2 separate regions of the Mus musculus genome follow, and region 2 is linked to region 1. Evidence: chromatin contacts called from public HiChIP or PLAC-seq data. All regions are on one chromosome and are shown on one strand. Each heading gives the region's core, a stretch centred on a gene start, on an enhancer-like site or on the middle of the called end of the contact. The rest is flanking DNA. Distances are from core to core; before and after follow the strand shown. Region 1 overlaps Kcnq1 (potassium voltage-gated channel, subfamily Q, member 1). Region 2 has its middle 29 kb from the start of Mir3105.

Region 1 (5,988 bases), core at 1,903-4,402:
GCAGCCTCTCAGACAGAGTGTCCTCTGGAAAGTGTCTGAGGCACCACCCTTGATTTCCTAGGTTTGATTTCAGAGCTTCATAAATCTGTTGTTCATCTTACATTTTCTACAAGATGCAATGGTCTTTTGTCCCAAGCCCAAGTGAAGGTGGCGGCAGCTCTGCACTGTTAAGAAGCCAAGTATTTTGCCATCATGAATGTGGGGTAGGCTCAGGCTGGGAAGGCTCTGGGGTCCTGGACCCTGTCCTCAGACTCACATGTCTTGGTATCTGCCTAGACCTGGTCCACTCAGCTGGGGTCCAGGTACTAAGATATCACCATCACTGCATCCTGACCTCATAAGTCTCCAGACCTCCTGTTTATAGGCTGGCCAGCTTCTGTTCTGCCCACACCAGGCTTACTCACCTGGCGGTGAATGAAGACTACAGAGCCCAGGAGCCTCCAGGTACCCCCCTGGCGATCGACATGCAGCATCCGCAGGATCTGAAGGAAGCGGATACCCCTAAGAAGCAAGAAGGGAGAGGTCAAGAGGGCTGTGGTGGACACAAGCATTTGCTTCCTATGTTCCTGTCTCCACCAAGCTTCCAATGGGTAGAGAAGACATGTACATGACACTTTGTACTGGAGCCATCTTGCTTCCTATAGGTGCCTGAGAACCCTCTCTCCAGGAGCCCTTTTATATGGCCTTTTTGGGGGAGACCAGAAACCCAGGGTCACCCATATGGCAACCACACAGTCAGGCTATCATCTAAGTCTTAGAAGCTAGGAAGTACTGGGGTCAAACCTTGAACTCAGGGTTGCATACTGTTTCAATATGATGAACTATGGCCACCCTTCCCCTGTGCCACTCACCATGAAAGAGACAGGTAGAGGGAGGGAGAGACTACAGCTTAGGAGGAAAGGGCTTTGTAGTGGGTCTTCTCTCACAGGAAGAAATGGAAGAGCCAACATACCTGATAGCTGATGTGGCGAACACTTGTCCTTTGGAACCCACGCAGAGGACAACCATAGAGGCTACAACCACGATGAGGTCTGTGGGAGGGGCAGGGGGTCATGACTTCTGGTAACCAGGAATCTGGGGAGGGTAGGCTACCACCCACACCTGAGGGTTATGCCACTAAAGCAAGATGGGACCCAATAACCAAGGGCACAGGAATAATCTAGGGGTCTCCATCCATGGAGATTCTCTGGGGATGACTGTAATGGGAATGTCCTTCTGGACCCATGAATGTGTGGAATGGAATGTCTGCAGGATGTGTAGGCAGGACTCACCAATGATGGAAATGGGCTTCCGGGCAAAACGTAGCCGGCCCCAGATGCCCACGTACTTGCTGCGGCAGCCTGCAGACCAGAGGCGGACCACATATTCTGTCCCAAAGAACACCACAAGGACAATCTCCTGAGAAAGAAAGCAATAAGCCTGTGTTAGAGGCTATGACCACTCAGGCTAGAGCACCTACACCAAGCTACCATGCCAGGAGCCTCTGCTGAGACACAACCGTGACTAGCAGGCTCAGGTATCCATCTGTGGTAACTCATAGTACCTATAACAACTGTCCAGAGAGGTTAACACACTGAGCCCAGGGATGCTAAGAGTAGACAGTGTCAGCTGTTATTTGCTGGGGAAGACTCCACACCAGGGTTGGGGTTTAATGATCTGGTCTGGTAACATAGTGCTGACATTTGTGTTGTCTAGCTTCATGGAATCAACAGAGCTCAAGTTCTATATCTGAAAATGAGGGTTCAAGGACATGTGTCTTTTGAGGACTGTCTCCCTTAGAGCATAGCTCACAGCTCTGCCTCACACTGGAGACACCGTACCCACCATCCATAGCCTCTATTGAGGTTTGGGTACAAAAGTCCCCCCAATCCATCCAGAGGCAGTAGAGGAATCAAGCAAGGGCACGGGCAGCAACGGATGTGAAATAACTCTCCTAGGTCAATTCACACAGACCAGACCTCTCCCAATGTATCCACATACACTCTGAAGTCAGAGTGCACTGAAAGGGAGGCTTTACAAGCTAGAGAAACCCAGGCTGTCATCCAGGTTACTTACTGCAGTGGATGGACAGATCAACACAAAGGTGGATGGATAGAAGAGGAGATGGGTGAGTGGACAAATGGATAGGCATGTGAGTGGATGGATAGATGGATGAATGGAAGAATGGATGGATAGGTAGATGGATGGATGAATGAGAAGGTGGGAGGATGGGAAAGTGGAGAGATGGACAGATGGATAGATGGACAGATGGATGGATGGATGGATGGATGGATGGATGGATGGACGGATGGATAGATGGATGGGTGTGTCGATGGTTGGTTGAGTAGATGAATAGGAAGGTAAATAAATAATTGCAGGTGACTGGTGTGAGAACCAAGTTAAAAAAAAAAAAAACAAAGTGGATCCATTAGCTCTCTCAATAAAAACAGACTCAGCCTCTGACCATGATTTATAATTCAGCTAGCAGCAATCTTGGGGCCTTCCCAGTCTGTGACAGCACTGGGTGAGAGCAACTGTACTGCTTTGTGTTCACACAGCCTTGACACAAACTGAAGGGACGGTCGCTGGCGGCCTGGCAATCACCATGAGAGAAGTCAAGGTAAGCCTGGGGCCTTGCCTTTGATTGGTGAATAGCCTCTCCTTCCCTAGCCTTCACTATCTGCCTCTTCAATGAAACACCCAAAGACCTGTCACATGCACAGTATCTGGAGGGTGAGGCATTGGCTGGCTTGCTATGGCATAGTGATGTCAGAAGGTCTGGTCTGGGATACCCATACTCTGCTGCCAGTTTCCGTTCTCTCCCAGCTCTTGCCACAGGGTCATTGTCAGGGACTGGCTGCCCTGAGTGAGAATCCCCTTCCTGCTTGTTCCACCCCTGGGCAGCTCAGGTCTGATCCTCAGTCCTGCTATGGCGTGAAAATGTGAGTAGCCGCACCACAAGTGGGTGATGGGAGGATTTGAAATAAGTATACATTCCATGCGAACTACAGCCTATGGTGGCCTCCAGGTCTCCAGCCCTGTCCCAGACCTGTTCCCCAGCTCCCAGCCAGCCTTCTTTGGTATGAGGCCCTTGGGGAAGGCCTGGGGTGAGGAGGTGAAACCACTCCCACATATGTTAGGGGACTGTGCAAAGCCACAAACCCGAGAAGCCACAAAGCATTGTGCTGCTCAGGCCTGCTTCCAGCTGGCTCCCTGCCTGGCCTCCCTCAGGAGCCTGGCCCTGGAGGGAACTTCCTCTTTGAAGGGTGACACATGCTGGCCCTGCCCCCACCTGTCGGCTGCTGGAGAGTCCACCATGAGTGAGGGCTGAATACTGCACATCATATATAAATGCTTTTAATTAAGACAAAATAGTACACCACCTGGCTTGTGTTTTGGGCATGAGCAGTGACTGATGGAAGGAGTGAGCTTGGGAGATCATAGCTCCTTCCTTGTGAGAAAAGCATTTGGCCCATGAAGTGAACTCATTGGGAATGGGGGGGGGGTGGCTATGTGTGGGAGAGCGAGAGAGTGCTGGCAATGATGGGCCCAGTTTGGCTGAGCATACCAGGGAGGAGCCATAGTCTCGTTCACTCCAGTCAGAGCTCAATATTGGCCTGTTGAATGAATGAATGATGAGTGAATGAATGAACGGGCAAATGAACAATCTCTGAGCAGCTGGCTTGCAGGGATATTGATTCATCTTTGTTTCTTGAGAATCTGGGTCTGTAGGGCTGTTGCCCAAAGTACTGTGTGTATCTTTGGCCAACATGAAAAACATACTCCCAATCCCCAGCACAGGATATGACTTCATGGGAGACAGCATGCCTGACCATGAGAAGTCCCAATATTTAGTTACAGTGCTAGCCCAGGCAGAAGGCCTCTGTTCCAATTTCATGGCCATACATCACCCAGCTGGCTGATCATCTAGTGAGTTTCTCTCATTTGCAGATGTTTGTCATTATTCAAATATCTCCTTAGCAATGGCTTCTGATGGCTACAGGTGCCCCCTGACCTAGTACTTGGAGGGAAACCCATTTTGGAATTGGCTATGTGAAACAGCAAGATCCCCTTACACAGATCTCCAATTCAGCATGTGAACACAGTGTGAAGCCTGGATTCAGCGGACTTGAGCCCCTTCATCCCCTGAAAATGTCTGGCTAGTTATGTCCAGGGCAGGCCAGGCTGAGTTAATCAGTAAGGCTCAGGGGCTTCTAGGAAAGAGACATAGGAAAACAACCCTGTCCTAGGTAGAATGTAGCCATATCTAGTGTTTAGACAGAGATAAAATGGTTTTCACCAGCTTTGCACATATACTGGACCTAGGAGGAGTAGCCCTCAGACCAAAGGTCACACTGGAACTCCAGTGAAGAATTAGCATTTAGCAGTAGTGTGAGTCTGTAGGAGACACACTGTGGGGGACAGTTTAATTCAGGTAACAACACCCTAGTCCATAGCAGGGTTAGTGGGGCGAGCTTAGCCCTTGTATAACAGACCACAGGGTTGATACCAGCTGTTGTTCCAGCATAGTCACCCCTGCTCAGTCAGGGCCAGGCCTGAAGCTCACCTGTCTTATAGACATAATCCAAATGCAACCCCAGTGTTGAATGATAGGCCTCAAATTTCTCAACAGAACACATAAATACCTGTTACCCCTCCCTCACCCCCATGCCTGCTCCTGCTGTCCACTTGAGGTCAAAGGTTATGGGCTATCACCCAAAGGGTCTCATGGCCCAGTGCACCCAAAAGCCTCCCTAGACCCCAGACACATTGCATCCTCTGGGTTCTCCATGTCCTCAGAGGCTTAGTGTGTGGGGTGTACTCTCACCCCCACCTTCCAACCCCTTGCCTATTTAGACCATCCCAGCATCCCCCAGACCTTGTAACAGCCACCTAAAAAGCTAGCATGCTCCCCCCACCAATAAAAGTACCAGCCTAATGCACCAGTATTGTCCAGCTCCCTAAAGGGCCTCCCTGAGAAATCCACATGCTGCTGCCAGAACCAAGGACTCAAGGCCAGGGGACATTGATGGAGTGTGGCCCTGAGCTCTGTCCCAGAGATATAAAAGAAAGGGCTGTCCTTGGGCCAATGAGCTTGGGCTGAGACAAAAGGCAAGAGAACACAGTGGCCCCTCCCACCATGACCATTGTTCCCTGTACTAGAGTTAGGCTAAATCCTGGCTGCAGAGGGCTTTGTGGCTGAGACTCCTGCGTCAGGGATAAACAGCGAGCACAGAGCCTGCAGCTTTTCCTGTATCCACCAAGGCAGGAACCCTGTGCCTCTTTCTATACACAGGGAGGAAAGCCCATGAGAATAGGAGAATACCTGCCCAAGGATTCATGGGAGGAATAGACTGACATGGGCACAAGGCAGAGGATCACACAGGCTCTCAGGTTTGGGAGTGGACTCTGGCAAGTGAGGCTAGTTGCCTCTTGGAGGGCTGACTACTGATACGTGGGTACATCTGGGAACATGAGGACAGAAGAGGTTTGGGGAATGGCTGTGAGTAGGGGTTGTATAGATGAGACAGGGTCTTGAGTGATCAGGGACAGAAACCAAGGTGTAAAAGGAAATGGCCTAGGATGGAGGGTGACCTAGAGGCATAAGAGCCATTTACCAGGCCAGCTGTGACACGAAGTGTCCAGGGTAAGGACAAAAGATGAGCCTGGACCATGTGCAGGTCCTGGTACCCCATCCTGGTGAACTTCTGTGCATGGCAGGAGAGCTAGCATTTATGCAGGTGAGTCTGGGATTATAGTGGGTGTGAAGAGCCCTGGGGAGATACAATAATCCTGGCTCTAACATACGTGTGCTTGTCTCCTCTAGGTCCTTGAAGAGCTGGAGGAGAGCAGAGGGGCCAGAGTCTGAGTGCTGGCCACTCCTCCTGAAGCTGTCAGAGAAAAAAAGAGGGGCTTGTCTAATGGCATACGAGTGCCAGAGCCATGAACAAGAGGTTCGGACAGGCTCTGAAAGCAACAATCTCTAGAGTGTACCCCTTGCAGCATCCT
Region 2 (5,988 bases), core at 1,561-4,060, 860 kb before region 1:
CACCAAAACCACCATGCCCTGGCCGTGTCTCAGTCCTCCCCTATGACCATACATTCTGCTGTGAGAGAAATTACAACTCCAAGACGGCCAAAGGCCTGAGAAAGTCAGGCAGAGCTCCTGTTGGATAGAGCAGTGTCTGAGCTCCCTTTGGGGCAGCTAGAAGTCCTATAAGAACCAAATAAGGCAGTGACCACCATGATGCTGAGTGAGATGCCAGTCACTGAAGCTACTGACTTGTGGCCTGATCTACTTGGAAATGTCCAGAACAAGAAAAACAGAGACAGAGGGTAGAAGCACATTTGTCAGGCTGGCAGTGGGCGTGAGGGATCTTTCTGGGATGTTGGAGTGTGTCAAACCTGGATGAAGTCAATGGGCAAACAGCTTGCTAAGTTCACTAGAAATTGTTGACCCGAATGCTTAAAACAAACAGAGTCTGGGATCTATAAAAACCTACAAATCAATAAAGCTCTTTTGACTGTTTAGAAGAGAGGACACTACTTTTTAAAGGTAAACCTAGCTGAGGAAGATACTCAGAGCTGGGCCAGGTGTGGGGGAAGGGAAGAACTATGTTCCAGGCTGCACCCAGACTCAGTCAGAGGCCTCTGGGCTTCCACAAAGGATCCAAGAGGAGCGAGCTCACAGTTGACAGAAGTTGTTATGTTAGGGATGTGGTGATGGTGGGCCCAGGGTTACAGGCAGACAATGAGCTGGGATACCTGCTGGATGGATAGTATAAGGAGCCAGCTGTCCCTGAGCTGGGGAGGGAAGATAAGATAATGACATGCACAGTGGGGAGCTGAGATTCCAGGGAAAAGAATTCTGCAGACAGGAGCCTCTGGCTGGAATCAGAGACTGGGAATGGTGAGCTGAGAGCTACAAGGTGTGAGCTAGCTGCAAGCTGAGATCTAAGCTAGATGTGGGGACTAGGAGCTTTGACTAGGGAGCAAGGCACTGGAGAACTAGCCCTCTGCTGGAGGCCTGTTAGTGACTTGGCTAAGACACTTACTTAATCATTAGTCTAAAATTTAGTGACTAGTGAGATGATGCTGTTGGGAACAAGATGGCAGGTGAACTATATGGAGCCAGCATCCTCTAGGCAGTGCATATTAAAGAATCCAGAACAAATCTTCCTGATGTGGAATGAAGGTGTCACCATGCCTAAAAACCTTCACCTGCTTTCTAAAAACATATCTGCTTTCTAAAAACATAGACACCATGAGCTGTGGAAGACATATCACATTCTCTCCTTCCATGGTGCCAAGAACAATGTTCAAACAGCTGATCAGGGTGATACGTTGCATGCCAGCCTTCCTGCACTCTCTCAGCATGGATGGTCACTATGGTCCTTTCTCAGCTACTAGACAGGGACATGGGTTCAAGTGTCTTTGTTCCCCTGGTACTCAAAAACACAGGACATTTCATACATGTAAGGCCAACTGGACAGTCACCTGCCCGTGACCAAAAGCACAAGAGGGAGATGACCACCCTGTGCCCGGAGATGCAGTTCCATCTCAATGACAAATGTAATGGTCAAGAGTGCTTCTGAGCCAGGAAAATTAGGTAGACCATTCAGACGCAGGTGATGGATGGTTGCTGATGCGGGAGGCAGGGAGAGTGACATGGAGAGGAAATGACTTCTAGGAGTGCCAGATCTGGAGCAGTGGCTTCTGGGAGGTACATGAGCAAGAGAGGGAGAGAGAGTCAAACACAGAGAGAGGAAGGATGAATGGCAATAAATTGTCTTTAAGGGGGTCAGGGTGGTAGATGAAAAGCTTTTTGCTAAATGAAATAACCCATAGGAAGATACATCTATGTCATAAATGGAAGTACTAATTAAGGAAAAAGGGGCCAGCCTTGTTTCCCTATAACGGCTGCCAGGAGATGAGCCAGGGAGGTGGAGTGGAGGGGATGGGGCTTGGACTGATAGCTTTGGCTGAGCTCCTGGTGCCAAGCCTGACTGGAGGTTGAGGGGCTGCTGCTGGGAACCCTAGAGAGCCCCTCCCCCCACTCCGCAGTACTCCTCTGCCACCTCCCGGGAATAAATGTGGGTTCGATCATTGCTGCTGCGCAGCTCGGCCACAACCAGCGCTGTACCCACTCCCTTATTCACTGTTCTCCAAAAATATAACAGAAGAGCCCACTTTGCTTGGTACTGATTTGGTCACATGCCACTTTTTAAAAGGCCACATTGAATGGCCACTGCCAGTTGTATACCACATTCGGAATGATGCAGAAATGTGCTTCAACTTACTCCTGGCACCCTTTATTAACTCTTCCCAGTCCTCTAAAACCACCACCCAGCCCCTGCTCAGCCAGGGCTCCAAGGGTGCCTTGTCAGTACTGCCCAAGGCTTTCCTGGCCTGGGCTCACAGGAGTTGTGAGCTCAGAAATAGCAGGCAGCAGAAGACAGCAGGGTTGTGCCTCATGGGGCAGTGAAGGACAGCCCCACAGCTTCTCCAGGCACCGCCACCCAGTGTGTAGACACTGGGGGCCCCTGGGGCAAGCTGGCTGGCAGCTCCACTCAGCTCCTCCGGGCAGGATTCCAGGAATTGTGTCATGTCCCCAGCTAGACAGAGGATTTAGCCCGCAAGGGACGGCATGCGGGAACAATGTCCGCTCTGTTGCTGACAACTCATACCCGTGGGATTGCCTGTCTCTGCCTCCAGTGGCTTTGTTTGTCTTGAACAGAATGAAGTGAAATGGTCTTTAGAAAGTTCCAGAACAGATTACACTCCTGAGAGAGCCCTTCCGGTTACAAAGTGCGATTGCCCTTCTGGTCTTCAGTACTAGGTGACCAGGGCAGCCTTTCCCAGCATTCCCAGTAACCCAGTGCAAACAAGCAGATGCAGGACCTGTGGGAGAAATGGGCCTGTACCACAGTAAAGGTGACCAGCCAGGAACTGTCCAAAGCAGGCAGGGAACATGGAGCTTGGGCTTGCCAGATGTCAGTTCTGTGGTTGCTCATGCTATACCACACTAGGCTTCTTCTCAGAGTCCTGTGAACCCTCCTTAGTCACCTAACCCATCCTGGATGCTAAGGAACACTATGGCAGCTGGGATGACTCAATAGACCTCCCACAATAGGCATGCATGCACATGCGTGCTCGCGCACACACACACACGCACACGCACGCGCGCGCACACAGCAAGACCAGACTGTGGTCCCAGGACTGTTTACCACACAAGCTGCTCAGTAGCCACCTTCCCACACTGAATACAAGTTGCATGTATAAACTAGGCCTGGGTACCTGGCAGTCAGTGGGCACATCATGGGCCTTTTGCTCAGCGGGTTTTCAGACCTTAGACCATCTGCTCTGTCTCTCACCGGCTCCCTTCTGATCCTCCATGCTCCTTCTACAAAATGGGGTGTTTGCTGCTACACTATTCACAGCAGCTCACACAGATGTCTGATGCATGAATAGAGAAAATACAGTGTATGCCTGCAATGGAATCTTAAATAGCCATAAGGAATAAAGTCGTGACATTTGCAGGAAAATGAATGAAACTGGAGGCTGTTTTATTAAGCAAAATAAGCCAGACTCAAAAAGACAAATATTGCATGTTTGCTCTCATATGAACAACCTGGATTTAAATGTGTGGTGTGGGGGGGGGGGGGAGTAGGAAGGGCACTGTGAGAAAGGAGAAGACAGGCTATTTGGGAGGAGGAAGCAGACCAACAAAGAGGTAGACAGACAGGGAAGGGCAGTTGAGAGGAAGGTAGAGTGAGGACAGGGAAGGAGAGTGAGGGGAGGTAGAGGGGGGAAGAGGAAGGGGCAGGGATGGTCAGTGGGAGGAGGTAGAGGGGGGAGGGGAGAAGGCAGGTGGAGGAGGGAGGGAAGGTGACAAGGAAGGACAGTGGGGAGAGGTAGAGGGGGGAGGGGAGAAGGTAGGGGGAGGGGGGAGGGAGGGGAAGGGAGGGAGCAGGGAAGGAGTGAGTATTGGTGGAGGGAGAGGGAAAGGGGCAGGGAAAAACAGTGTAGGGGAGGGGCTGGGTAGGACAGTGGAGAGAGAGGGAGGGGGACATGGAGGTGACAGGGAAGAACAACTGGTAGGAGATGGAGGGGGCAGGGAAGGACAGTGGGGAAGAAGATGAACAAGAACAAAGTTTAATTGCATGTATGTACGAAAATGTCACAAGCAAACGCACTTCATGTGTTATCAAAGAGCCTTACTAAAACCTTCAGCACATGCTGAGCCTCCCTGGTGACCAGGCTGCTGTATGGTTCTGTCTCCTCCCAGCTGTACATCACCAAGGTTCTATTTGAACACCTAAGATTCTGGTCCTCTCCATAGGTGTGTTAGCCTTCAACAAAGATGCTCAGACCCACTACCAAGGTCAAGGATGTTACAAGGACTCTACAGAACACATTCAAGACCTTAATATGGTGTCTGTCATGAGGTCAACATTCAGGAAACCATTTAACACCTTTTGGTATAATTATGTCACACTGGGATTCCTCCTGCATGGGACACACCCACAGGGATGTGTTGAGTCAGGATCAGCTTGAGGCAAGGCTGCATCCTGCCTGAGTGCAGTGAGTCCCACCCATCCTGGGGATAGACTCCAGCAGAGAAGAAGTGTACTATGGTCTGTACCTGCTCCCGGCAGCGAAACCCTCACCACTCCCTCTGCCCTCCCAGCTTTGATGTTCAGGTTCTAGGTCTGCCACCCTAGAGTGCTCTTACAGTCTGTAGCATGTGCACCTACGTCAATAGGCAGTTCTGGGAAATAAAGATTTACCAGATAAAACACTGTAACAGAAAGATAGCTCAAATGGATGATGGGGCATGGGCTCTCTACTTTGGAGACCAACACTGAGGGAGACAGTCTCGGGGAATCAAGTAAGTCAAACTAAATGTTGTAAAATACAAAAGCCAGCCTAGAAAATCCCCAAGGCATTACACACGGTCAGAACCGACCCGATCCAATGATCTGTGAGATACAGAAGGCTGTGGTAGGAGGAGTGCCTCTTCCATCTCATTGCCGCTCTCTCCCCCTCCTTGGGTGAGAGATAAGGTTATGGAACCAGCTCTTGGGAGACCCTTTAGGCGGTGCTCTCCACTGAGTGATGGGGGCAGAGGGGGTCCATCGGTGATGAAGACACTTAGTCTCTGTTCAGGGGACTTCCCAAGGAAAAGCACTTAAGATAACGTTTGGAAGAAAAAAGATAAAGAGATAGCTGCCCAGCCCTCTAGAAAGATTCACACACACACACACACACACACACACACCAGACAGACAGGCAGGCAGGCTGGCAGACTGATATATCTAACTTCTCAAACTGGCCCCACAGAGGAAGGACTGTCTTAAGAAACATTATACTCAGGAGGGAAATAATCAGACATCAGAACATATCCCAAACAACAGCTCCAGAGAATACTTGTCAGAAGCAGAGAGTACGAAGCTATGAAAACAGATCGTACTCCAGATCAGAATCCTGGGGACAAACAGCTCCAGCCAAATGCCTAATACAAAGACACTGGAGAACTCAACAGAGAGGGACTGAGATGCAGACACGGAGCAGAAACTCCCAGAGTGACACTAGCTGGTTCCCCTGATAGACAGGAGCCAGGAGAGCAACATGGGAAATGCCACAGAATACCAGGAAACTACCTAGCAAGAACAAAAGACAAACTCTCAGGCCACACTTCCAGGAAGAACCAACAATAACCCCTTTCAGGGCTAGAGAGATTGTACTGTTCTTGCAGAAAACCTGAATTCAGTTCCCAGCTCCCAAGTCAGACAGTTTACAACTGCATGCAAGTCCAGCTCCAAGGTTGCCCTCTTCTGACCTCCGCAGGCACCTGCCTCAGCATGTACTCACTCCTGCTCTCTCTCTCTCTCTCTCTCTCTCTCTCTCTCTCTCTCTCTCTCTCTCTCTCACACACACACACACACACACACACACACACACACACACACACACACACACACTAGGAGCTAGGGACCAGCACATGCCTGGGTTCTGCTCACAGCATCACATAAAA

What was found. HiChIP or PLAC-seq counts read pairs in DNA pulled down with a chosen protein or histone mark.
Region 2: a FOXA1 HiChIP or PLAC-seq map of pancreatic cancer cells shows a contact between it and region 1. The contact joins two enhancer-like sites. A contact is called at or near these places in 1 of 484 Hi-C or Micro-C datasets (embryonic stem cells) and 1 of 115 datasets of contacts at active chromatin or transcription factors (pancreatic cancer cells).

What each region holds. Positions count from the first base shown.
Region 1 is chr7:143,178,140-143,184,127 of GRCm38.p6, reverse strand. Kcnq1 (potassium voltage-gated channel, subfamily Q, member 1) reads right to left here. Exons shown (of 16, transcript NM_008434.2): 3 at 1,272-1,398; 4 at 953-1,031; 5 at 405-501. Among named protein-coding and RNA genes, the nearest start is that of Gm28821, 41 kb to the right of the region's middle. Within about 2 kb of position 3,152, at least 62 of the 459 cell types and tissues checked have an H3K27ac peak or open chromatin away from gene starts, as enhancers often do. A contact at or near this core is called in pancreatic cancer cells, where this site is marked.
Region 2 is chr7:144,034,978-144,040,965 of GRCm38.p6, reverse strand. It overlaps a transcript of Shank2 not described here. Among named protein-coding and RNA genes, the nearest start is that of Mir3105, 29 kb to the right of the region's middle. Within about 2 kb of position 2,810, at least 72 of the 459 cell types and tissues checked have an H3K27ac peak or open chromatin away from gene starts, as enhancers often do. A contact at or near this core is called in pancreatic cancer cells, where this site is marked.